Linked DNA regions of Mus musculus: region 1 is linked to region 2. Evidence: chromatin contacts called from public HiChIP or PLAC-seq data. All regions are on one chromosome and are shown on one strand. The core of a region is the stretch at or near the end of the contact, and the rest is flanking DNA. Distances in the headings are between cores, read along the strand shown. Region 1 has its middle 31 kb from the start of Gm39834. Region 2 has its middle 4.1 kb from the start of Gm33436.

What was found. HiChIP or PLAC-seq counts read pairs in DNA pulled down with a chosen protein or histone mark.
Region 1: an H3K27ac HiChIP or PLAC-seq map of extraembryonic endoderm stem cells shows a contact between it and region 2. The contact joins two enhancer-like sites. A contact is called at or near these places in 1 of 15 datasets of contacts at CTCF or cohesin (stem cell-derived epiblast-like cells), 3 of 484 Hi-C or Micro-C datasets (bone marrow-derived macrophages and embryonic stem cells), 12 of 115 datasets of contacts at active chromatin or transcription factors (the NIH/3T3 cell line, bone marrow-derived macrophages, a colorectal cancer cell line and 5 more) and 1 of 9 other capture datasets (embryonic stem cells).

What each region holds. Positions count from the first base shown.
Region 1 is chr2:61,399,142-61,404,036 of GRCm38.p6, forward strand. No RefSeq gene overlaps it. Among named protein-coding and RNA genes, the nearest start is that of Gm39834, 31 kb to the left of the region's middle. Within about 2 kb of position 2,545, at least 176 of the 459 cell types and tissues checked have an H3K27ac peak or open chromatin away from gene starts, as enhancers often do. A contact at or near this core is called in the NIH/3T3 cell line, a colorectal cancer cell line and extraembryonic endoderm stem cells, where this site is marked.
Region 2 is chr2:60,686,247-60,690,707 of GRCm38.p6, forward strand. It overlaps a transcript of Itgb6 not described here. Among named protein-coding and RNA genes, the nearest start is that of Gm33436, 4.1 kb to the right of the region's middle. Within about 2 kb of position 3,030, at least 147 of the 459 cell types and tissues checked have an H3K27ac peak or open chromatin away from gene starts, as enhancers often do. A contact at or near this core is called in the NIH/3T3 cell line, a colorectal cancer cell line and extraembryonic endoderm stem cells, where this site is marked.

The DNA.
Region 1 (4,895 bases), core at 1,295-3,794, 710 kb after region 2:
GCTATAGCAGACTTTTGAGACACTATCAAAGGTTGTGTTGTGAGTCTTGGAAATATCATCCCTAATAAAATAGGGCAAAGCTACGTCCAGCTCTGGGGCGTGGCAGCTGTGAGGACAGGGCGTAGCAGAAGGAGATGCTGCCCTTGGTATTACCTCATCTTTTCTTTAGTATTCTCCTCCCCCTCTTTGCCACATTCACCCCACCCCCGCCACACTCAGCATCTAAAATTTGAAAGTACCAGGGTTCATAATTTAATTCAGTTCAAGAAAAAGTTATATTTGGAGATGAGAAACATATATAGAAAGAACTATAAGAGCTATATAAAAATGTGTATAGATAGAAGGGGATGTACACACACATAAATAGAATCTTCATTTAGCTTTATAAGAAGAAGCCAGGCTGTGGCACATGGAGAGGCCCTCCAAGACCTAAATTCTGCCCCCTCTTCATCTTGGAGCTTGCCTCACTGTTTTTGTTTTGTTTTGTTTTGTTTTTTGTTTTTTGTTTTTTGTTTTTTTTTCTCATCACCCAGAGGACATCTCTGGGAGTCATTTCCTTGTGGATAAATGTTTTTCCAACAGCTTAGGTGAGAGATTTTCAAATTTCAAAACAATTGATAAAGGGAAATGACCACTGAAAATACAGATATCAGAACCATGTGTCTCTCTGCCCCCATAGCCTCTTGGCAAGAAAAACAACAAAACAAAACAATCTTCATTTCAAATAGAGTCTTACACAAAGGATTAGCAGAAAAACTGTAAATCCTGTAGCCACTTTAGAAAGTACAGAGAAAAGAAACTCTATTCTCCTGCTGACCCACACACCAGAAAGACTCAGAGGCTCTCTAATAGAGCTGTGTTGAAACCCCTTGGGAATCTCTAGGCAACACTTAGAGACAACATTTAGTAGAGAACACCATATAATAGATACTGTTGTTTGTTTTGTTTTAACACATTTAGTGTCTACAGTTCTCAATCTCTGGTCCCCAAAAAGGCCTAGGTATCCCAACCTTTCCTTCAAAGCCATGGCTAAGACAATATTTCATTTCTCTCATGAAGCATCAGGACAGGTCTAATACGGGTGTTCCTTTCCTTTGTGAAGAGGCTAGATTTAACACTTTCCGCTGTAATTGTGTGAGGTTTGGTCTCAAATACAAAACTGTGGTACAGCACTGTTTGAAGAAATAATTGCGTTAAGCATGCAATAGTGATAGAGTGCCAGAGAAGAAACGGTCTCCTCGCAAAATTAACTGATGCTCATCCATTGCAAGATGACGTTTTAGAGGACACAAAGATAAAAATAAAAAAAAAATTAAAAAATTAAAAAAACAAACGCAAACTCTACACTGTATTGACTTGGAAGAGGAAATAAAACTTAGCAGTATTAAAGAGGTCTCTAAACTGAAAGTGAACCAATTGCTAAAATGGAAGGTCTGTAGATAATGGGAAGGGGCGGTGAGCAACACTGGCTGGAATGATCAAGAGGAGATCTGGAAATACAAGGTTGATTTAAGATAGACTCTGAAGGAAGGACTTAAAAGAAAAGAAACGACATTCCCAGCAAGTATCTGGTAAACCATGGCATACTTGCCAAGAAGAAATTTCATTTTGAGGTCATAAATGCCCAGATTGATCTAATCTTTATTCAAAACAAACTTCTAAGAAGAAGTTTAAGTGAACTTAGATCCTTAACAAAGGAGCCATTTCCCACTGAGAGGACTTAGATTGGGGCTTCTCCAGTTATCCTCAGCAGCCTCCAATTAGTCTAATCTCTGTAGGACGTGATCTCCGCCCAAGGCATTTGGGGGAGAAGGGTAAACACTGCCTTCTTTCTGGTCGCAGTAACAATTTTGAAATACTAACAGATAGATTATCCTTGTGCTTTTATCTTTCACCTTCCACCCCAGCTGCTTTGCACTCTTAGCCAGAGAGAGGGAGAAGGGAAGGGGAAAGAAGGGGGGAGAGAGAGAAGAAGAAGAGGAGGAGAGAGGAGAGAAGTGGGGAAGGGGGGGTAGGAGAGGCGCCACAAGGGGAGAGAGATGGTTGTTTTGTAGTACAAGATGGATGGGGGAGGGGAAACTTTGACTTTGAAAACTCCAAGTGGAAATTTTGAAAAAAGATAGGGAACGATTCTTAAGTTGCCCTCATCTTTAAAGATGTTGCACTAGATTAAGATGCCTAACATCATACAGTCTTCTATCTAGAACCACCCCCCCCCTTTTTTTTTCAAAACAAATGGTATGTTTCCTGGGGGCTTGGCTTCTCTGCAATTGTGTAGCCCTTGGTAGAATGACGTACTAGAGCCTTGGCCTCTCCTTTTCTTTATCATTAAGTGGGTACCAAATATGCTTCATTGATAAGGGCTTAATATTTTGTTATCTCTCCATTGAACCAAAATTCAAGGCGATGAATGCTTCAGCATATTCTAGAGTTCAAAATGTAAAGCCCAACAATTTTATCTAGTCTCATGACCTTAGTTTCCACGTATAAAGGCAAAAACCTCCAGCAAAGGGATGTTGTGTCTGCCTCAGACAGTGGTGGTGAAGGTTAAATTAGATACTGCTGAGGCATTTGCCACGGTGGGGGTGGGGGAAGTTGGCTCAGAGGACATAAGCACTACTGGTTTATTGGTGACAGAATGTCACATAAGAGCCCTCGTGTGCTTGTTTTCAATAAGTCTTTTCTGGCTAGTTAAACAACCCTATTTTAAGAGTCCCCAAAGTTAGGCATATACACGCCTCTTCCCTCTCTCTCCCCGCCAACACCTCACAATGACAGGGTCAAGAGACCGCCTTTGGTATATGCTGCCCCAAACCGACTCTTCTAGTCCCTGCTAATAAAATGTAAAGAATGTGATACAACAGGCGTCCCGAGTTAGGAGACGGAGGGAGGCTGCCAGAGATGTGGTCCCAGTGGGCTCTCAAAACCTCTAGTATTCAGTTTATCTTGGGTAAAGCCTTTGTTAGAATTAAAGAAAAAAAAAAAAAAAAGGCAGGCTGTTGCAAACCAGCTTCTCGGTAAGCTATAGTCGCTTCCTTGGCTACCCGCGACATGGGAATAATCGTTCAACTAGTCCCATTTCTATTGCGACTGGAAACAGGAAACGAATAAGGTACAGTCTTAAACAAAAACAAAGAGACTGAAAGACAAACCAGATTGTCCCAGGGTTCAGGAGAGGTTTGTGCTAAGTGTTAGAAGGTTCAGATCTGGTGGATCCTCCCCCACTTTCTGCCATTCCAGAAATTCCTTAGGGGGGGAGGTGAGGCGGGGGGGTGGGGGGGGGGGGGGGAAACGAAGAGCTGTTCTAAACTGCACAGCACTGCCATCTTCAGGGCCAACGGGGAAAATATTTTCCGGGTCAGTCAGACAAATCATCGTCCTGAATGCTTCATTTAAATATAATCAAATGCTTAAAACTTTGACAAGCATACAGTCTGTAACAGATTTTCTTTTTCTTTTAGCGTTTTCCATGTTTGGAATGTCAAAGGACACATTTTGGGGGGGGGAGGAGTCTGTGTATGTGATATATGAACATTAAAAATACGTATTTGCCAATTGAAAGTTATTTTCAACTGGAAAGATTAACTAGCTTACACTACACTGCCAGGTGATGGAGCAAAACAGACGCAAACATAGTGTTCTGAAATTTTTTTTTCCGTAAAAAGAAGAAAGGATGAATGTAATGGTTCCACAGTGCCGTTTGAACAGATGGTGTGATTAACAACTAGTGTGTTAGCCGTCTCAGGAGCTCACCGAGAGTAAACAAATGCAACGGGAAAATCACTTTCCTCCCCAAAGAGTTTTTAGTTCATTTTATTACGAAAATTTGGAAGTCTGCATTTTGAAAGCTGAGTATCCTTAGAGGATACTGGGAATAAGAAGGGAGGGAGGAGTTTCTGGAGGAAGACTCAGAAAGACTATTCTCTTCCTGATGAAGAATGCCGAAGCTCTCACAGAGCTGAGATGGGGGTAGTCTGGGCTGCGGCTGTCATCGGGATGCTGGAGGTGGGTGGTGCATGGTCCTACACACAAGCCATAAAATAAAAAGGTCAGATTCTCTTCCCGGCTCTTGTCCTTGCTCTCTCTGGACTGCGGTTTCTTTTGTTTGAAAATCTGAAGGAAAACCAGACCAACTGAACAGCTGTGTTTCAGAAACTTTAATGTGCACCTGGGGATCTCATTAAGATGCAAATTCTAACCTGGGGTAAGGTAAGGTCCAGGCTTTGAAATTCTTACAGACTCCTAGGTAATGCTGATGCTGCTGATCCATGGCCTGCGTTTACCACCTGGCCTCTAAGAGCCTTCCAGTGGTGGTGCTCTAGCATCCCATAATAGGTGATGCAAAGCTAGCTGATAAGAGGCAGAGTCTGCCTTCCTAAGCCCGACTCAGAACTACTTGTGGATAAAAATACCTAATAAATATATCACACGTTGCACTGATTTTTTTAAAGACCTTTTTTTTTTAAGTATTTTTCTATGGGAAGGTATTTCGCGTGAGTAGAGTGTGCAAGGACCAGAAGAGTACACACGAGGTGGAGTTATATATAGTAGTCATGAGCTGTCATAGTGGGTGCTATGAACTGAACTCAGGTCCTCTCCTCAGCAAGGTCAGAACACCCTGCTGAGCCATCCCTCTTGCATGGGTTTTAAAAGTAAATCACTTAGGTTGTCTGTTTTCTTTTAATCTGCTAGAGAATTAATCTGGAAGGGACCCCAAACCACAGCCACAGCCCATACATTATATTATATATTATGGGGATGAGATGATCAAGAGTCTGAGATGGAGCATCAGACAGCATCTGCATAGTCAACATCAATCCCAAGACTGCGGGGGATTTTAAAATGTCACTTTAGGAAAGGCACTGGAATCAGAATAGAACGTCTTGGGGGAAAAT
Region 2 (4,461 bases), core at 1,780-4,279:
ACTTGGATTCCCTTGTGAAACAGGCCCTAAGCTATTCACTGCTTCCCACTGATATTTCCTCTTTCTGAACAAGAGTCTCCCATTTCTTGCTGTGTCAGTCTTTAGCCTGATCCTTTTGGGCACAACATCCCCAAGTCCTCATTTCTGTCCTCCTACCTATCTGGTTTGCAAAGGGTCCAGAAGAGTAGATCCCTTAAGGCTACCACCTTCTCTCCTTGGAGTAGGCTCCCTCCTGCCAGGTGAGGATGCTGGGTTATATTTCCTATTATTCTCATTGCGATGTCTGAATCCTGTGGTGCTGGTGGCCTTCTCCACACAAGGCAGGAATACTGTTTGACTCTGGGTTTCTTCTCTCAACATACCTACTCTTTTAAGAGCACCGTCACTTCTTAACAGTGACCAATAATCACTGCTTGAATTTTGAAGATTGTCATCAGTTTAGTCTCATCTTCGCATTTTCCTACAATGACATGGTTTTATCAGAGATTCTCCTGTTGCTCTGGAAATTAAAGTGAATTTATAGGGTCTGTGTTGTCTGTCTACCTTATTGGACTTCTAAGCAGTTGAAAGGGTCACCACGGCTTATTTTGCTTGGTTTTCTAAGCAAATCTAAGATATAACATGGGTGTTTTTTTTTTAAATTGAATTCAGTAACAGATCACTGTAAAACAGCAGACAGACCACGTTCAAGGGTATATTGCAGGTTTCCTTTTCTTAAAATTTTAAAGGGCAAATTAAATCTTAATCTTTTGAACAATATGCAAATAGTAGGGTTGACATCAATTTGAAAATATCTGATATACAAGAATCACCGAGGTATTTGATTTAGTTTTACTTGTTGTTGGAATGAGACAAAATTATAGTTAAAGCAATATTTCCAGATAATTTATTTCACAAATATAGGGCTATCTCATTTTTTAAAATCAACAATCTGTCTTAAGACATGAACTATCCTGCAAATAACTCTGAAATGCCAGTGGCTGGCAGTGATTCTTGCTGACAGTGACTTAGTGGGGATGCTGGAGTCAAATCCAAGCAGTCTGAGGATAAGCAAATGGTTAACCTTTGCATTAGCTTACCGTGTGCCGGGCACCTTCGAAATCTCTACCATACTCTAAGGTGACACACGTTTCCCCACTCAGAGATATCTGGTAAAATGTTTTTAGTCCAGTGATTTCATATATGGATTTCTGACAAAACCCATTCCCACATTCCCTATTTTCCTTTATTATTAACTTCTTCTGGCTTGTACAATGCAGTTTTTACAATTAAGAAATCAAGACCAGTACATTGGTTCTCTGACATCCATCTTCATTCAGATTTCCTCGTTTCTATCCTACCCTTTTCTGTCTACAAATTCTATTAGGACATCACATTACACTTGCTGACATGTCTTTAGGACCTTCTGTGGACTCTTCCCCATTTCACTGAAGAACAAGTGAGGCACATATGGAGGGTAACTAGCTCACTACTGCTTCCTAGCTACTTAGTGGGGATGTTGGCCTCAAATCCAAGCAGCATAAGCATACGGTTAACCTTTGCACTAATGTATTGTTGTTACCTTAATGGCATTATTTCACATTGAAGCACATGGTTCTTTGTCAGGTCTGGCAGGCAGGCTGGCAGAGTAGCATGCATAACTGACCTGGTGGCTTCACTGAAGTAGAGAAACCACTCATATAGGCAGTTACAACAATGGAAAGGTAGGTCCCTGGTTCCTGAAGAGCTTCTGGCCATCACAGGAGGCTTATAAAACAGAAATTGATTCTCCTTCTGGAGGCTCCGAGTGAGCCCTGGACCTCTCTCCTAGTTCCAAATGACCCCCAGCAATCATTGGCTCCCTGGAGTTGCAGATGTGTCTCTCAGATATCTCCTTCACACATCTTCCTACATGGACTCTTGGCCATTGAAGTTCTGACCATTGCTGTCCTCTCAAGGAGACCTTTAGTTCTATCTTTTCCTGGCATGCATGTGTGTGTGTGGGTGTGTGTATTGTAGTCTTTTGAGACAGGGTTTCTCTATATAGCCCTGGCTGGCTTGGAACTCACTCTGTAGAGCAGGCTGGCCTCCAACTCAGAAATCCACCTGCCTCTGCTTCTCAAGTGTTGGGATTAAAGGCATGCACCACCACTGCCCGGCTCTGACTTATATCTAAATGACCATTTTTCCAAATAAGACTCCATTCACAGACATCAAGAAGTTAGACACAGCTTTTGGATATAGCCACTATTCAACCCATTTCAGAGATTAGTAATTCACATAGGCTTCTTGGGTGGAGTAAATGAGACAAAATTATATAAGATCCCTGCATGGAAGGACTGTTTAAAATGAGTTGTTGTTATCATTATTGTTATTGTTACTATTGTTATTGTGTATAATACAAGTTTTCTCAATACACAGGTATTAGGTTGGGTGAATATCCCAAATGAAATCATGCCACACATCCAAGACTAGTTAGGATGTCTACCAGTAACCTTACTGTTATGTGAACATTATGGTTCTGGTTGTATTTATTTGTTTAGTTCTATCAGGAACTTTATAGGGCCGTTCTAACTCTGGCCTGTGTCTGTCTCTGTGTCTGTCTCTCTCTCTCTTTGTGTGTGTGTGTGTGTGTGTGTGTGTGTGTGTGTGTGTGTGTGTGTGTGTATCTGAGATAGAGCAGGGTAGAGGGTACCCTCCATCAAGACTTTTTCCTAAGGACATTTGTCCAAAAGACAAAAGCTCTTAAGCTTACAAAGGGTTTCTTCATCCATTGAGCTGGGGAGGAGGATGGATGCATTTCCTGCCCTTGCCCAGGCTGATGGACAAGCTGCAGGAAAACAGCTGGCCGGCTCAGCTGCTCCCCGCCCTTGGGATGGCCTCTGCGGTCACTGGTGGCAGCACTTCCGATTTCTGTTCAGGATCTTTATCTGAGAGGCAGAATTCCAGCCGTGTACTGAGTGCCAGGCTGGTCTCCACCCCACTGCACTGCGCTGCTACTCCACCCACTGCCTCTGCTGTCTGTGTGATCTTTTCCTGGCAGCCTCAGGACTCTGAGCTGGCTAGGGCGAATTCCTTCTGCATTTGTCAGAGTCTTAGAATGTCAGGGCAAGCAGAGAACTCAGTCAAGTCCACTCCGTTCGTTGCCTCTCCATTCCTTCCTTTCTTGAGCAGACATGCATTAAACATTCACTCCCACAAGGCCCCTCCTAGGCAGCGGGCAATATGCGATATCAAGCAAGTTCAAAGGGCGATGGATAGCACCTCTCAGTCTGAGTAGATGCTTGTATAGTCGCCAGTAATCATTGACAGTTTATGTTTTGCTTAGAAACAATTTAACATACCTGCTTTTAACCCGATGGCTAACTACTGGCAGAACTTACTGGGTCTATGATTTTGGAAGGAGAAAAAAGATTGCATCCTCATGTTCAACAATCCTACGTTGAACCTAACTAAACATATTATGACAGCTGGCACCAAGAGAAGCCCAACATATTTTGACTATCGTTTTGTAGTTGATACAAATGTCTCAAAATGGTGTCTACATGTAGCATCCTGTCAAAATCACAGTGGACATTAGGGCTGCCATTGAACCTCTTATCTACATTGCTACCAAAGAGGTACATGTGTTGCAGAAATGGACATTTGTTTTTTTTCAGTATTTCAATAACTATATTCAATCTAGTTAGCTTTTTTCTTTCTTCCTTTTTTTGTAAGTTGGTTTTTATTATGGTATATGTTTTATTTTAGAATTTAGAGATGTTTCATTTTCATTAGATTGTTAATGGGGTCTAGGGAAGGATGGTAGTCATGGAAACTGAATACCCCTTTTGTGGGGCGTTCCAGAGTAGGACAGTATATTTGGTATAATGTGGTATAGGAGGTGTTTCATATTTAGAAAGGTGTAGTCAATTTCTTTAAGAATATTTTTTTTTAGCATAAGTAAATTCCTTAACTCTTGAGGCCTGTGAGTTTCAGGCACAGTTCATTCATATTGCACATCCACTAGGGTCTAGGTTTCTAAAGAAAAGTAGACAAGAAACACAGAAGTGCCCTTGCATATTTGAACACACACACACACACACACACACACACACACGGGGGGGGGGGGGGTTGTATTACTGTTCCCTACTTAACATACTTGAATTGTTGAATTCCCTGTAGGGTAACTGAAAGCAGTTGACTTTTGACCCTCTTTGATATATTTAGTTTGGCCAACACTACCAGAACTTTCTGAATTACAAAGTTGAGAGAGACTCTGAGGTTTGAAAAATTACAGAAATGTGTCCTGACAGAAGTTTTGAAGTTGAAGATAGAAACCTCTGGCTGGGTGGGGTGGCACACACCCTTAATACCAGCTCCTGAAGACAGAGGCAGGTGAATCTCTGTGAGTTCCACGCCAGCCTGGTCTATAGAGTGAGTTCCAGGACAGTCAGAGCTACTCAGAGAAACCCTGTCTTGAAAATCCAAAAATGAAGGAGG